Regions from separate parts of the Oryctolagus cuniculus genome. Here all the other regions are linked to region 3. A link is a contact called in public Hi-C data. All regions are on one chromosome and are shown on one strand. The core of a region is the stretch at or near the end of the contact, and the rest is flanking DNA. Distances in the headings are between cores, read along the strand shown.

Region 1 (4,874 bases), core at 914-3,413, 150 kb before region 3:
GGGGGAGGAAAGGTGAGGGGGAAAGGAGGGGAGGGAGAAAATGTAAATATTTATTTTATGTATTATCTTCCTGGATTCAAATGCATGCTGTCCGCGGGCAGGTTCTGTCCACTTAGTGTCCCCAGAACCAAGAACAGTGCTTGGCACATGGTGGGTGCTTCATGCAGACTGGGTGAGTGGTGGGTGGGTAAAGAAATTAAGAGCCCAGGGACCATCGCCTGTGCCTCGAGCAGCCTGGGACCCAGTGAGGAAGGTGCGGGCAGAGAAAACAAAGCAAGGTGGGCCATTGGCTTTCATGCGGGAGAGAGGAGGAAGCCTTGATGCTCAGGGATGGCTCAGTGAGGGGCAGAGGCACAGGGTTTCTGCAGGTGAAAGTCAGGTGCAGGCAGAGCTGCAGGGGGAAGAGAGGATGGTTTGCTCAAGAGTCGGCGAGGGGCCATCAGGGCTGCTGGGCCCCGGTGTGGATGTGTGGGAGGCACCTGCTGGGCCCCGGTGTGGATGTGTGGGAGGCACCTGCTGGGCCCCGGTGTGGATGTGTGGGAGGCACCTGCTGGGCCCCGGTGTGGATGTGTGGGAGGCACCTGCTGGGCCCCGGTGTGGATGTGTGGGAGGCACCTGCTGGGCCCCGGTGTGGATGTGTGGGAGGCACCTGCTGGGCCCCGGTGTGGATGTGTGGCAGGCACCTGCTGGGCCCCCGGTGTGGATGTGTGGGAGGCACCTGCTGGGCCCCGGTGTGGATGTGTGGCAGGCACCTGCTGGGCCCCGGTGTGGATGTGTGGGAGGCACACACCCAAGGCTGGACTCGGACGTCTGCACCACATCCTGAACAGGAAGGGGACGCAGTCTCGTCTGTTTTAGAACAAGGGTGACAAGGATGAGCCTATGGAGGAACAGAGGCTTCCACTTTTTGAACACCTACTATGTGCCAGAAGCCTTATCTGCATCTTATTTTCCCAGTTATGCTCCCAAGGGGACTCATTCTCACTCCCTGGGAAACCACTGGAGATGCCTGCCATCTTAGAAAATGCCAGCGTGACACGGCTAACAGGGCAACATCGAGGTGCGGAGCCGGCATCCCTGAACCAAACCCTGCTCTCTCGGCTTTGGCAGACGGTGGCTGCATCCCGTGTGGGAAGCTCTGAGACGCTGCTGCGAAATTCAGCTTCCCAGACCCCATTTCCGGGAATGATCCCTCACTTCAGAGGCATCAGAGAGGGGCAACAGTGGAGGGGGGGGAGGGAGGGGAAGAAGGAGGGGGAGGGGGAGGGGTAGAGGGAGAGGGGGAGAAGGAGAGAAGAGTGGTTTACTTGCACACAAAAGGGACTGTGAAGGTCTAAGCTGCAGTAACACTGGTGGAAATGCAGGCGAGAAGGTAGTTGATTGCACAGGATGATTGACAGGACTTGGTGAAAAACCGCCTGGTAGCCAGGAGCTGAGTCCTGAGACACGCAGAAGGAGGGGAGGCAGGCGATGGGGCCCTTCTGGAAAGTTCCTCTCCTACGTCAACAGGCTAAGTCCCAAAGCCTGGTGGTCTGGAGCCACTCTGGGCTGTGGCAGAAAGAAACGCAGTAGTCACCAAGTGGGAAACCCAGCAAGTGCACTGCTAGCCCAGGGGCCACTTGCAGGAGGGCAGGGCAGAGGCTCTGGGCAGAGCCCTGGGGCTGCCTCCCCCTTCTGCACCCTTGACGGTAGATGTGACACTCATCCATCACTTGCATCTTGCTGAGCAGGCTTGGAGTCGCAAGAGCTGCTCTGTGCTGCTGGCAGCCACGGGAGTGGGCCACCAGGCTCGCAAGTGTATCTGCCAAGGGCTAATGCATCTGTCTCTAAAGATAAGGAGAAGGCAACGTGGCAAGAGCAGCCAGGTGAAAAACAGGGCCTGATCTCTTCTAGCTTTAATCGACAGCCTGCCCACCACCTTCCCAGTCAGCAATGACCAAACACACACCCGGGAAGAAACACCTCCCAGACATGCTTACCCTAACTGAAACCTGTCACACAATCTCAAAATGTCACTTCTTGGATTTTCTTTGCTCAACACACACATCTCGTGAACAAAATCCAAGGCTGAATGTCACTGTTTGGGCAGTGCTGGGAGCTGAGAAATGGCATGCTGGGATTTGCTCCCACGGGAATGTTCTGAATACGTTCCCAGCACTCTCAGCCCAGAGCCCTCCGTGGTACCCAAGGGAAGGCCTAGCCTGGGAATAAGCTGTTGGGCAAGGGTAGAAGCCACCTCCCCAAGGATCTGAAAGCAGAATGAGCAATCCAGAGCTCACCTTGCCTCTTCCGCAATAAGAAAGCTTGCCTGGCCCTCCTGGGGGACAGAATCAACCCACCCCTGCCAATGACCTGGGCACTCATGGCTGCATATGCTGAAGCCCAGTCCAGACCATCAGTCCCTAGGAGACCACGGGGATGGCTTCTCACAGGCCACTTCTTTCTAAAGTGGACAAGTGGACCCATGAATAGCGTCCGGCCACGCGGTCATGTGGCTGAGCCAGAGGTCATGGGAACTTCTCAAGGGTAAAGGCAGGGAATTGCAGGTGCTTCCCAGCCCCCCAGGCTGCCATGGGAGGACCCTGCCTTGCTAACAAAGTCAAGTTTTACTGGAGTTGACTTCCCTTCCCTAGTGGCACTGGGAGAAAGCCAAGAAACAGCTTTTATACCTTCAAATCAGGGTCCTGGACATCAGTGTGCAGAAAGAACACCTTTGGGGCTTAATCAATTGCAGTTCTTGGGATAGCATTGTGGTGTAATGGGTTAAGCTGCCTCCTGCAATGCCGGTACCCCATATGGGTGCTGGTTCAAGTCCCAGCTACTCTGCTTCCAATGCAGCTTGCTGCTAATGCACCTGGGAAAGCAGAAGATGACCCAAGTCCTTGGGCCCCTGCACCCTCATAGGAGACCCAGAAGAAGCTCCTGGTTCCTGGCTTTGGCCTGGTCCACCCTGGTCATTGTGGCCATTTGGGGAATGAACCAGCAGAGGAAGCATATGTTCTCTCTCTCCCTCTCCCTCTAACCCTGCTCTTCAAATAAAATAAATCTTAAACATAAATAAATATATTGCAGTTCCCCACCTTGCTTTTCATAATCAGAGGCCTGGAGAGAGTTATGGGACAATCACTGTAAATACTCCCACCAGGTGGCTCTGATGCAGGGGGTCTGCTGGTCAGGACTTGAGGTTCTATAATCCTATTTAGGAAAACTGGCAGAAGCTAGGACTCCGTAACCTGCTGCCCAGGGCAGACGCCTGGGAGCACTGTTAGCCACCACACCAGCTGCCCAATTGGCACTTGGCCTCTCAGAAAAGAAAATCTTTCAGAGCATACCCATGACGGTTGGATTTGAACTTGTCTGCTGGGGGCACATAGTTCATACAGTTCTGGCATAAGCATTAGAACGTGGCTTTATTTTTTTTCCCACTGAACTTGAAGATAATGTCTTTTTAGGGCATAGAAATTAAATCTTTCTCAGTGACTTCATCAATGTTTTTGAGTTTTGAGAACAACAGATTAGCACCAATGCAGGAGACTTTGGGACAAGATTATTCTGTGAAAGTAGCCAAGAACTTGATAATGTTAGCTTCTAAGGGAAGGAGGGGAAACCAGGGTAAAAGGAAGCAAGACCCACTCCTATTCATCCTTAAGGTTCCACAATTCCAAGTACTGTGAGCACAATGAAGGCATAGATTTCACAAATGCAGAGATTTAGTATGTGTCTGTTGAATGAGTAATTAATGAGCACTATTTGTATAAAATATTGAGGGCTGACTTCTAAAATTTCCTTAATTCTCTACATTTATAAGTCAGGATTTGCAGCTGCTTCGTAACATCCATCTCCCCCTCCCTCCTCCTAACATTACCACAAGTTTTTAAGCCATGTGGACATAAGATGGATCTTGCCCTGAGACCCAGCGATAGGTCCGAATCGGTTTGGGGCATTCAGCCCATTGCAGCAATGGAGTGAAGAACAGGCAAGTAAGCCAGTCAATAGTGACTGAACAGTGACTTTGTTTGCAGGGTCAAGAAAATGGGTTGTCTCTTTGCTTGCTGTTTTTGAAGGAGGACGCAATAGTCCTGGTGTTACTGGTAGCTACCTAGGGAATCACAAGAGAAGAACAGACTAAGTGTGGAGCCAAACCTAGAACCAAGAAAGGAATAGATACAGACAGGGTTCTGCCAATGGCATTTAAGTTGCTGGAATAAATCATGCCTGAAGTCAAGTGCCTCTGGACTTTTTGGTTAGGTCAGTCAATGGGATTCATGGAGCATTCTGTTGCTTGTAACCAAAGGCACTGTAGTTAGCATTAAAACCTGGACTGGAGGTGGATGTTTGACCCGGTGGTGCCTGGGTGCGATGCCCGTCGTCACTCCCGATTCCAGCTTCCTGGAGTCAGTGGTGACATCTCCAGTAGCTGGGTTTCTGCCATATCTATGTGGGTGACCCCGATGGAGTTCCTGGCTACTACCTTGCAACTGGGGAGTGAACCAGCAGATGGGAGCACTCTTTCTCTACTTCTCAAATAAAAAATAAACGAAACAAAAACATAGAGGTAACTCCATAAAATGAATCATTGGAAGTGGACCAACTTTTGTTTAGGAACAATCTCATAACTGGAATTAATGCTTCATACTAGGAATCAGATACCAAATAAGTCAATTATGGCCAACAATGGTCAATGAAGGTAAACACACAGTTCTACTAACACAGTCTACACCCACTGCAAATCACACATTTTTAAACTAAGGCCAATGTGGTGGCAAGAAATGTACTCCATTTGGAAAAGATGTGAGAGACACATAATTGCTGGAGTTAAAAAGTGTGTGAGGGAAAAATATGGATACCATAAGTGATATGCTAATGAGTTTTAC
Region 2 (4,211 bases), core at 1,169-3,668, 250 kb after region 3:
AGTCAGGTTTATTTAGTTTGTCACCATGCTGGGACACTGGTTGGGGTGGGGGGGAGAGCAAATGGAGACAGTCGCCCTGGAGATGTCCGATAGACGCACTCATTGGGTGACTAGTGATTTTTTCCTTCTCTCTCTCTCTCTTTTTCTTTTTAAAGATTCATATATTTATTTGAAAGGCAGAGTCATAGAGAGGCAGAGGCAGAAGCAGAGCGAGAGCAAGAGCGAGAGCGAGAGAGAGAGGTCTTCCATCTGATGGTTCACTCCCCAGATGGCTGCAAGGGCTGGAGCTGTGCCAATCTGAAGCCAGGAGCCAGGAGCTTCCTCCAGGTCTCCCACATGGGTGCAGGGGCCCAAGGATCTGGGCCATCTTCTACTGCTTTCCCAGGCCATAGCAGAGAGCTGGATTGGAAGTGGAGCAGCTGAGACTTGAACTGGTGCCCATATGGGATGCTGGCGCTGCAGGTGGTGGCTTTGCCCAGTAAGCCTCAGCGCCGGCCCCGTGACTCTCTTGTCATGCGGTTCAGTGTTTGCTGCTTTGTCCCTGTCCCTCTCATTATCCTCTCAGTGGCTTCCATGCCCTGGTGGCCTCAGCAACCAGGGCAGCCCGAACATGAGCAGTCACTCACCGCCTGCCTGGGCAGCCGAGGACAGAGTGGATGGCGGTGCTGCAGCGCCCTGGCCGTGTGGGCACCGTGTTTGACCTCATTCGCTGTCCATTGTTCTCAAGGTGAACCCTGCTGGGCAGAGGCAAAGGCAGAGCTTGTTTCGGGGCCCTTTGAACCGAGTGCCCGCGAGACAGCAGGCACCTCAGAGGGCCGGCGGAGGATGGGCCCAGACCGCGAGCCGTGGAGAAGTTTGTCAACCCGGTCCCATCGATACTGCGGTTATTGATCACAGGGGAGAAGGTGTCGAGCTGCGGCCCAGGCCCGTGGGTCTCAGGCCTGCCTCTGGGTTGTGACCAGGGACTCTGTGTGCAGGGGACCTGCGTGGTAGAACTAGAAGACTGGACCGAACGTGCAGCTCCTGTGTCGGGGATGCCGTTCCCTCCAGCCCAGCCCCTGAACATGGGTGCCCCTGGGATCCTGGCCCAGGAAGCCCCGGCCACTGCCAGCCCATCATTTGGTATCACTTTTGTTTTCAGTTCACCCCTCCTACTTTCAGTTACTTATATCTTAGCACTCATCGTGTGCCAGGCACTGGATCAGCAATACTTGTATTAGTTAATTTAATCTTTATGCAATGAGTACTGTTACCACACCCATTTTAGAGATGGGAAAATTGAGGCCCACAGAGGTTCAGGAACTTGCTGGGGAAGGATTTAGGCCTCAGCCCATGTGACCTCGGGGAAAAAAGAAATGGGAGCGCCCCCCACGTAGCCGCCGCATACTGGTTAACAGCGAGGGGCCTTGCGGGTGAACTTGGGCTACATCCTGTTAGAGGTGCATCATCCCGACACCCGTACAGGCCTGCAGCGCCTTCATGGAAAATGCATGTGATGGACAAACTATGCATGGATTTTCAAAGCTGTTTTGCCCCCAAATGACCTTGTTTTTTACCCTCATTTTCACAGAGGTCGGCAGCACCCTGCAGAGAGCCCATGTGCTACCTGCGGTGCCCTTGGGAGGCTGGCGGGTAGCAGAGCCTGGGGCTTGCAGGCAGTGGGCCTCTCCAGGGTGGGCCTTTCAGCCAAACAGACCAGGTCAGCGTCTGGAAAGGATGCGGGCTGGAAGGGTGCGCGGGGTTAACCCATGGCCACACTGCGCTCTAGGGTCCTAGGGATGTGACGAGTAGAGCGGCTGCATGGGCCAGGCCTTGACCGGCTGGGCCCCATGGACACGGACCCGTGCAGCCACGCGCTTCCTCATGTGTGTGTGCGTGTGGGGGTCTCTGCAGATGCGCCTGGCCTTGGCCGTTGGATGCCTTTCTCTGCACGGCACTCAGCCCTGGCTCTGCCTCCCCAAACATCACCAGGCCTGGCCAGCTGTCCCCGGAGGGCAAACTTCCCTGGCCAAGGTCCACTCCTTCGGCATCTACCCTGGGCTTGGGAGCAGTGAAGGACTTAGAAATTAGCCCGTTCTCATCTCCAGGAGCACACGCAGTCCAGCTGCCCAAAACTAAGAGACAAAAAAGTGGCTGTTCTCCCATAGTGTTTTGTCATTCGGGTAAGTGTTGGAATTTGGGGTGGGGGCGCGTGGCTCCGGAGAAGTGGAATCCCCACACTCCTTCGCGGTCCCTGCCCCCGCATCCTGTCCCATCCTAATTGCATTTTCCTGCCTGGGGATTCAGCTGGAGCCTGCGAGCAGGTGCTGCTTCTTGCACTAGCCTGCCCCCCAGCGGCCACTTCGTAGAAGGCAGGCGCTGCTTCGGGCGGCACACGCGCCGCGGCGGGGTCGGGCGGGAAGCGGGAGCCGGGCTCCGCCCAGGCCACGCCGCCCCTTCCTGCGCGCCCCGACAGCCGCGAGAGCAGAGAGAACATCCCGTGGCTGCAGACGCCCGACGGGAAGGCCGTGGGTCCGTGAGAGCCCGCACGGCTCAGCGGCGGCAGCACACGAGCTGGGCCGCGGTCTCTGGGCGGGGCCTCCAGAACCCCCTCCCCCCCCACCAAGAGGGGGTTCCTGTGGTCAGCGGCGCCGCCCCGCGCGAGTTAGTGACGGTGTGGAGAGCACGGGGAGGCCGCTTAGCACCAGACATCCAGGGCCTGTTCTAATGCTTTGTCCACGGGTGATAGGGTGTTAGCCCTGACCCCGTCTTCCATCCGCTGGTTCGCTCCCCAAGATGTCTGGAGTTGCGCCGATCCGAAGCCAGGAGCCAGGAGCTTCTTCCCGGTCTCCTACGTGGGTGTGGGGGCCCAAGCACCTGGGCCATCTCCTACTGCTTTCCCAGGCCATAGCAGAGAGCTGGATCGGAAGTGGAGCAGCCGGGACTCGGACCTGCGCCCATAGGGGAGGCCGGTGCTGCCGGCTGATTTTAAGTTGATCATTTTGTATGGCCCCCGAACCATGTTATAAATCCCCCCACCCCAAGTGGGAGCAGCACACTGTTAGATCGCATGGAGATCTCTTTGGGCTCGTTGGTGTGTGCGACCTCACCCCAAAGGAACTAGCCCCAGGGACAGAGCGCCCGGTAGGACGGTGCGGTAGACACTTGCGTTGTCTTCACCGAAAGATGAATCCTTCCCAGAAAATAAAGTTTGACTTAGGCTGTGGGAGCTGGCATTTCATTCAGCAGAGAGTGAACATGCACAACCCAGAAACTGAGCTAGTAAAGTAGTTCTGATTTTAAGATCTCCAAAAATCAGATTTTAAGGGATGGATTCGGGGTGGAGAGAGAGAGAGAGAGAGAGAGAGCGCGAGCGAGCTGATCTGAAGCCAGGAGCTTCGTCAGGGTCTGCCACGCAGGTGCAGGGGCCCAGGCACTGGGCCGTCTTCTACTACTATCCCAGGCGCCCTGAAAGGACAGAAACCTGCGGCGTGAGTGTTTGTTAAATAACCTTTTGCTCCCTTGTCACTGTCTTGTGACGGCGCCCCCGGGCTGGCCCAGCCTGAACCCCGCGTTAGACTCCGCTGCTAGGACGCCCCCTAAAAGCAGAGGTGGCACGGGCCGGGGGTCCCCCCCGCCGTGTGCATGTCAGTACCCTCAATGTCCACCGGGAGCCCCACCCTGCCAGCACCCAAACCCGCCCTAAGCAGCTGAAAACAGACCTGGCGCGGGGGGCCGCGGGCGGTCCGGCACCCGCGGGGGAGGCGGGGGAAACTTCCAGCACCAGGCGTCGCGGTGTGGAGGGGATCGCACGGCCCTGCGAGTGGCGGGGCAGACGGGGACAATGACACAGGAGTGGCTGTGCAGGGGCGGCTTGGGGGTGGCCCAGGCGAGGTCCGGGCTCGGGTCGCGCTCAGCAGGAGCCCGCCGTGCAGACGGGGGCTGTGAGCACAGGCAGATGCGTGAGGCGCCGCGACGCCCACCTCGCTCCCCGCCCCTCAGGCGGGTGAGGTGTCGCAGGGGTGGCGATGGTCGTGGCGATGGTCGCGGCGGGTCGCGGGAGCCGGCCTTCGGGCGGGACGAGGCGTTCTCCGAGGCGCGGCCCCGCTGTATCCCGCGAGCAGATGGCGCCACCGCGTGGCCGCGGGGCTCACTGCGGCTCGCGGCCCTGCGATGGGAGTGGATCCGCGGCCGAAAGTCGGCTTGTTGTTGAAATCAAGCACGCGTGCCTC
Region 3 (4,227 bases), core at 1,510-4,009:
TGCCTGTCAAAAAAAAAAAAAAAAAGGAAACCCAGAATCACCACATCCTCACGTAACCTCCTTGAAGTTGGAGCGTACATGTTAACCCCTGGCACACAGTAGGTCCTTGAAAGTGGTGATTAATAGATGCACTGCACGAAGGGCCCTAATTTCTCAGGGACAGCCCAGCTGCCACCACAAAGAGCCTCTGTTCTTGCCTGCCCAACACCTCCCAGGTGTGAATTGCTTCTCTCCTCTGAATTATTCATGATCCACACAATGCTAAGGGTGCTTAAATCAGAGAACCACAATTCCATGTTTTTCCAAAGTGCCTGATTAATCAGTGAATTAGGCAATGTAAGTTCACGGGCTCCAAATAACACAATCATGTCCACTCTTGGAATTTCAGCCGTCACGTAATTCCCCAGTTTCTGTCCCAGAGGAACACAAGGCAGGAGCGAGGACCGTGGTTAGCAGCTCTGTCCTATCTGGAAAGCCATCACCATCAGCTAGGGCGTGCACCCTGCTGCTTCTACGCAAGGTATCCTTCCCAGGGCTGAGTCAGGGCTTTCAATCTGGTTCTGTAAAGCTGCATGAGGATCCAAAAACTCACCCCGCACGGCGGCGTTACTAGCGCCCCAGTAAGTCAGCCGGCCAACTTGTGCCTCTCTCTCCTGCTCCTACCGTCCCTTCGCCATCTCTCCTCCACCAGTTGATTTTCTCGTGGGCAGTTTTCAGGGCGGGAAAGCCATACGCTAACAAGTCAGCCAACATCACTATGTTTTAAGTTCAATGTTAGTCAACCAAAATGAATTGAGAAGCAGCAGCAGCGGTTTGAGGGTACTAAAAATAAGCTGCAGCATTTGCTGAGTTCTCAGAATTCAAACCACAGGCGGTCGACTTGTTGCTGCGCTTAATAAGATAGGACTGCTCTGCCCCCTTAGCTGCTACTGGCAAAAACTTGAACTAGGTTGTGAACCGCACAAGGCTGTGTTTGTGATTAGTTGGCAGCGATGGAGAAAGGAAGTGACATTTCCCTGGAATGACACCTGCCAAAGAAAGATAACAGATGGCTTTCCAATGATCACCTGGAGCCACACCACAATCGCGCCTCTGTCAGACTCACCCCACATGTAAGGTCTGATCAGTTTCGTGTCTATAGATATGGCTCCTTTTATGCCTGGCTGGCTGGCCAATGCCTCCCAAAAGGCGTCCCTGCCTTGGAGTTTAATTTGGGAACAATAAAAAGACCACAACAGGGCTTAATACGTTATTAACACATCGAGCACTTCCATTAGGACTCAAGACCTTCCTGCCCCTTCAATACTGCCTGGTACACACCAGCCAGCCCTTCAGGGCTTGCCATTAGAGTTCTCAGTGACCACAGACGCGGGGAGCCCTGCCTAATGCATCATTCTGATTAGAAACCTGTCATACTCAGGAATCGGAGTCTGTCCATTGATTCCTACTCCTTCAGAGTCGTTAGCTAATTTTTTCTCCAGTTAGATCCGCTGATCAACTGTAGAAAGGCTCAAATAAGCCTTCCCTTTGCTCAGCCACACTGCAAAGGGGTGAAATGTTCGCCTTCAAAGTAAAATTACAGAGTATCCTAAGGAAATGTCCAAGGAGAGTCAGTCAGTCAGTCTCTCTCTCTCTCTCTCTCTACACACACACACACACACACACACACACACACACACACAATGTAAAGGTGCCGAGTCAGGAGCTGGGTTCGACCTCGCTTCCCCAAACCCACTTCCATCAAGACCAGGACACCAGCCCACCCCGCTGCGACCTCCCACCCGTGCCTCAAGCGAGCGTCTCCACAGCGCTCATTTCTGAAACAAAGAAAGAAAACCAAGTCTGCGAGGAGCCAGGGTGTGCGCCCCTCGCCTTGGGATTTGGGTATCCAGGGTGGCGGGCGCCGCGCCGCCAACAGGTCGGGGGCGCCCCGCTTCGCCCTAAGCTTCCCCGCCCCGCCGGCCCCCAACTCCCGCGGCGCCACCCAGCGCGAGGTTGCCAGGCTCCTTTCGCCGCGCGCCTGCTGCGCCCGCAGCCCAGCACCCCGGCGCCCGCACACGGAGGGCGCCACCGCCGCCCGCCTCGGCTCTGTCAGCTGTCGGCGCCTAGGTGCGGTGGGCGCCGAGGGGCCCTCCGGCAGCCGAACGAGTGTGCCCCCCGCACGCCAGCCCCGCCGTGGAGCGCCGCCGGCCCGCCACAGGTAGCTCGGGGCGTGCCAGGGCGCGGGGCGAGGGCAGGGGGCGCGCCCCGGCACGGCCGCCGCGCCCGCGGAGCTGGAACTCACCGGAGGACACCGAGGAGCCGGACAGGCTGGAGTTGCTGGACGCAGCCATCTCGGGCGCCCCGCGCGTCGCTGCTCGCTCAGCCGCGCTGCCGGCGCCGCCGCCGCTGTCCTGGGTCGGCCGCTCGCAGCCTCCGCGGCCCCCAGCCCATGGCAAAGTGCTGGGGACGCGCAGAAAGCACGAGCCTCCGGACTCTGCCTGCACTTCCTGCTCCACCAGATGACGCGCTGCTGCCGCCGCTATTTATTTGTGGTTTCCGTCCCTCTCCGCGCCTTTGCGCGCTTTTCTCGGGGGGCCTGGGAGAGGAAGGTGCGAGCGCAGGGCGCACGGGGGTCGGCTGGCCGGGCGCGCGGGTCGGGGCTCTGGCCGAGCGTCACGGCCGTCGGCGCTACCCCGCGCGCGGCTGGGACCTGGGCGCGCCGGCGGCCCCGAGCCGCCCCGCCAGCCCTGCGCTCACCCTCGGGCTGGGCTCCCGCCTCCGCGGCCGTACTCTGAGCTGCACGGGCACCGGCGGCGGGAGACACACCGACAGCGCGACCTCCCCCTCCTCCCTCCGCCCCAGCCCGGCTCGCGCGCACACAAAGGAAGGAGCGGAGCCGCGGGCTGGTTCAGCTGCCGCGGGCTTGACAGCTCCTGCCTCGGGGGCTGGCGGGAGGGAAGCCGAGGGTGGGAGCGGCCCCCGAGGTGCTGGAGAGGCCGGCGGGGGCGCGGCTGCCGCGCCCAGCGCTGCTCGCGGGGTCTGAAGGCGACCGGGCGGGGCTGCAGGGGGAGGCGGTGGCGCCCGGCGACCCGGAGGGCGAGGGCGGGATCGCGCTGGACGCGGGGCTGGGCCGAGGGGCTCAGGAATGGCCAGGGCGGCTGGGCAGCGCGCCTTCCACTGCCTTCCAGATTTGTCCTTTGTTTTTCTGGAGCTGAAGACCCCTGCCCAGCTCCCCAAACACCCCGGAAGCCACTCCAGCTACACTTAAGTATCCCAGGCACGGACTGTGCCCGCCGGGGCAACGGGGCTTCGGAGAGTGGCCTTCAAAGAAACGGACGTCCTGAGTGTGCTAACTGGGGCTCACACAAAGCCAGTGTCAAAGAGATTCTCCGACTACGTCGGGCAGAAGAGCCTCCCAAGAGCCCGGAGACTTGGCAGAGGGTCTGACTGCACCCTTTAAGGGCCAGGGACCACTCAGGTGTGAGACAGACTGCCGTGCAAGGTGTGTGCCTCCTCCCACCCCCATTTAAACCTCAATTAATTTCACTGGGAGGAAGTATCACACAGATTTTTTAAGTCTGTTTCACGCTCCCAGCAGGGCAATCGGTTCTTTGAATCCTGAAGCAACAGAAAACTGTGAAATTTGAACAGAAATTGGTAGATCAAAGGGAAAAGCAAACATTAAAGGAACGAAAATGCTCTCATTATATAGCAAAATGGAAAGTGTTCACGTCGGGGTGGCTCAATTTCTGAAAACACGGCTAAAAGGACATAGTCAATTTAAAAATTAGCGGAAGCGACTGGGGAACAGCAGCCAGGTCCTGGGGGGGTCCACGTGGAGCTAACACCGTGTGGATAATAAATGTTAAGTAATCACAGTACGCACCCATGTCATGCTCCCCAGATGATGTCGGCCATATGCGTTCCCTGCAGGATGCCAGTGTGTCTTCCCAGTAAGGCTGCTTCTTTAAAGTGTGGCTTGCTGAAGCGCGCAGGGCCGGGCAGTGCCTGCCAGTGGCCTCGGACCGTGTTTTTCAGGCCATCATCGGCTTGCACCTTGTAAGCCGTGCTGCCTGGTCGCTTCCTCCATCCTCTCCCAACATCTCCCTCTTTTGTGCCGGGCAGCCTTGGTGCAACTGCACTGGGAACCCTTCAGGGAGCTGCATGCCCTTGACCTCTCTCTAGGAGCAGAACTCCCCCCTTCCCCAGGTCCTAATGGAAGGTGGCCTTGGCCTGCATCCCTGC

Evidence for each region. A called contact is a pair of places that touch in the nucleus more often than the background predicts.
Region 1: a contact with region 3 is called in a Hi-C map of an unstated tissue, with 6 times the contacts expected there. The contact joins the enhancer-like site here to the promoter of CHN2 in region 3. A contact is called at or near these places in 2 of 6 Hi-C or Micro-C datasets (ear pinna and an unstated tissue).
Region 2: a contact with region 3 is called in a Hi-C map of psoas muscle, with 6 times the contacts expected there. The contact joins the enhancer-like site here to the promoter of CHN2 in region 3. A contact is called at or near these places in 3 of 6 Hi-C or Micro-C datasets (ear pinna, psoas muscle and an unstated tissue).

What each region holds. Positions count from the first base shown.
Region 1 is chr16:20,908,545-20,913,418 of mOryCun1.1, reverse strand. The region is part of intron 2 of CHN2 (chimerin 2); the gene reads right to left. Among named protein-coding and RNA genes, the nearest start is that of CHN2, 150 kb to the right of the region's middle. Within about 2 kb of position 2,163, at least 1 of the 8 cell types and tissues checked has an H3K27ac peak or open chromatin away from gene starts, as enhancers often do.
Region 2 is chr16:20,502,103-20,506,313 of mOryCun1.1, reverse strand. No RefSeq gene overlaps it. Among named protein-coding and RNA genes, the nearest start is that of TRIL, 29 kb to the left of the region's middle. Within about 2 kb of position 2,418, at least 1 of the 8 cell types and tissues checked has an H3K27ac peak or open chromatin away from gene starts, as enhancers often do.
Region 3 is chr16:20,756,269-20,760,495 of mOryCun1.1, reverse strand. CHN2 (chimerin 2) reads right to left here and starts at 2,759. Exons shown (of 13, transcript XM_070059690.1): 1 at 2,285-2,759. The coding sequence starts at 2,333.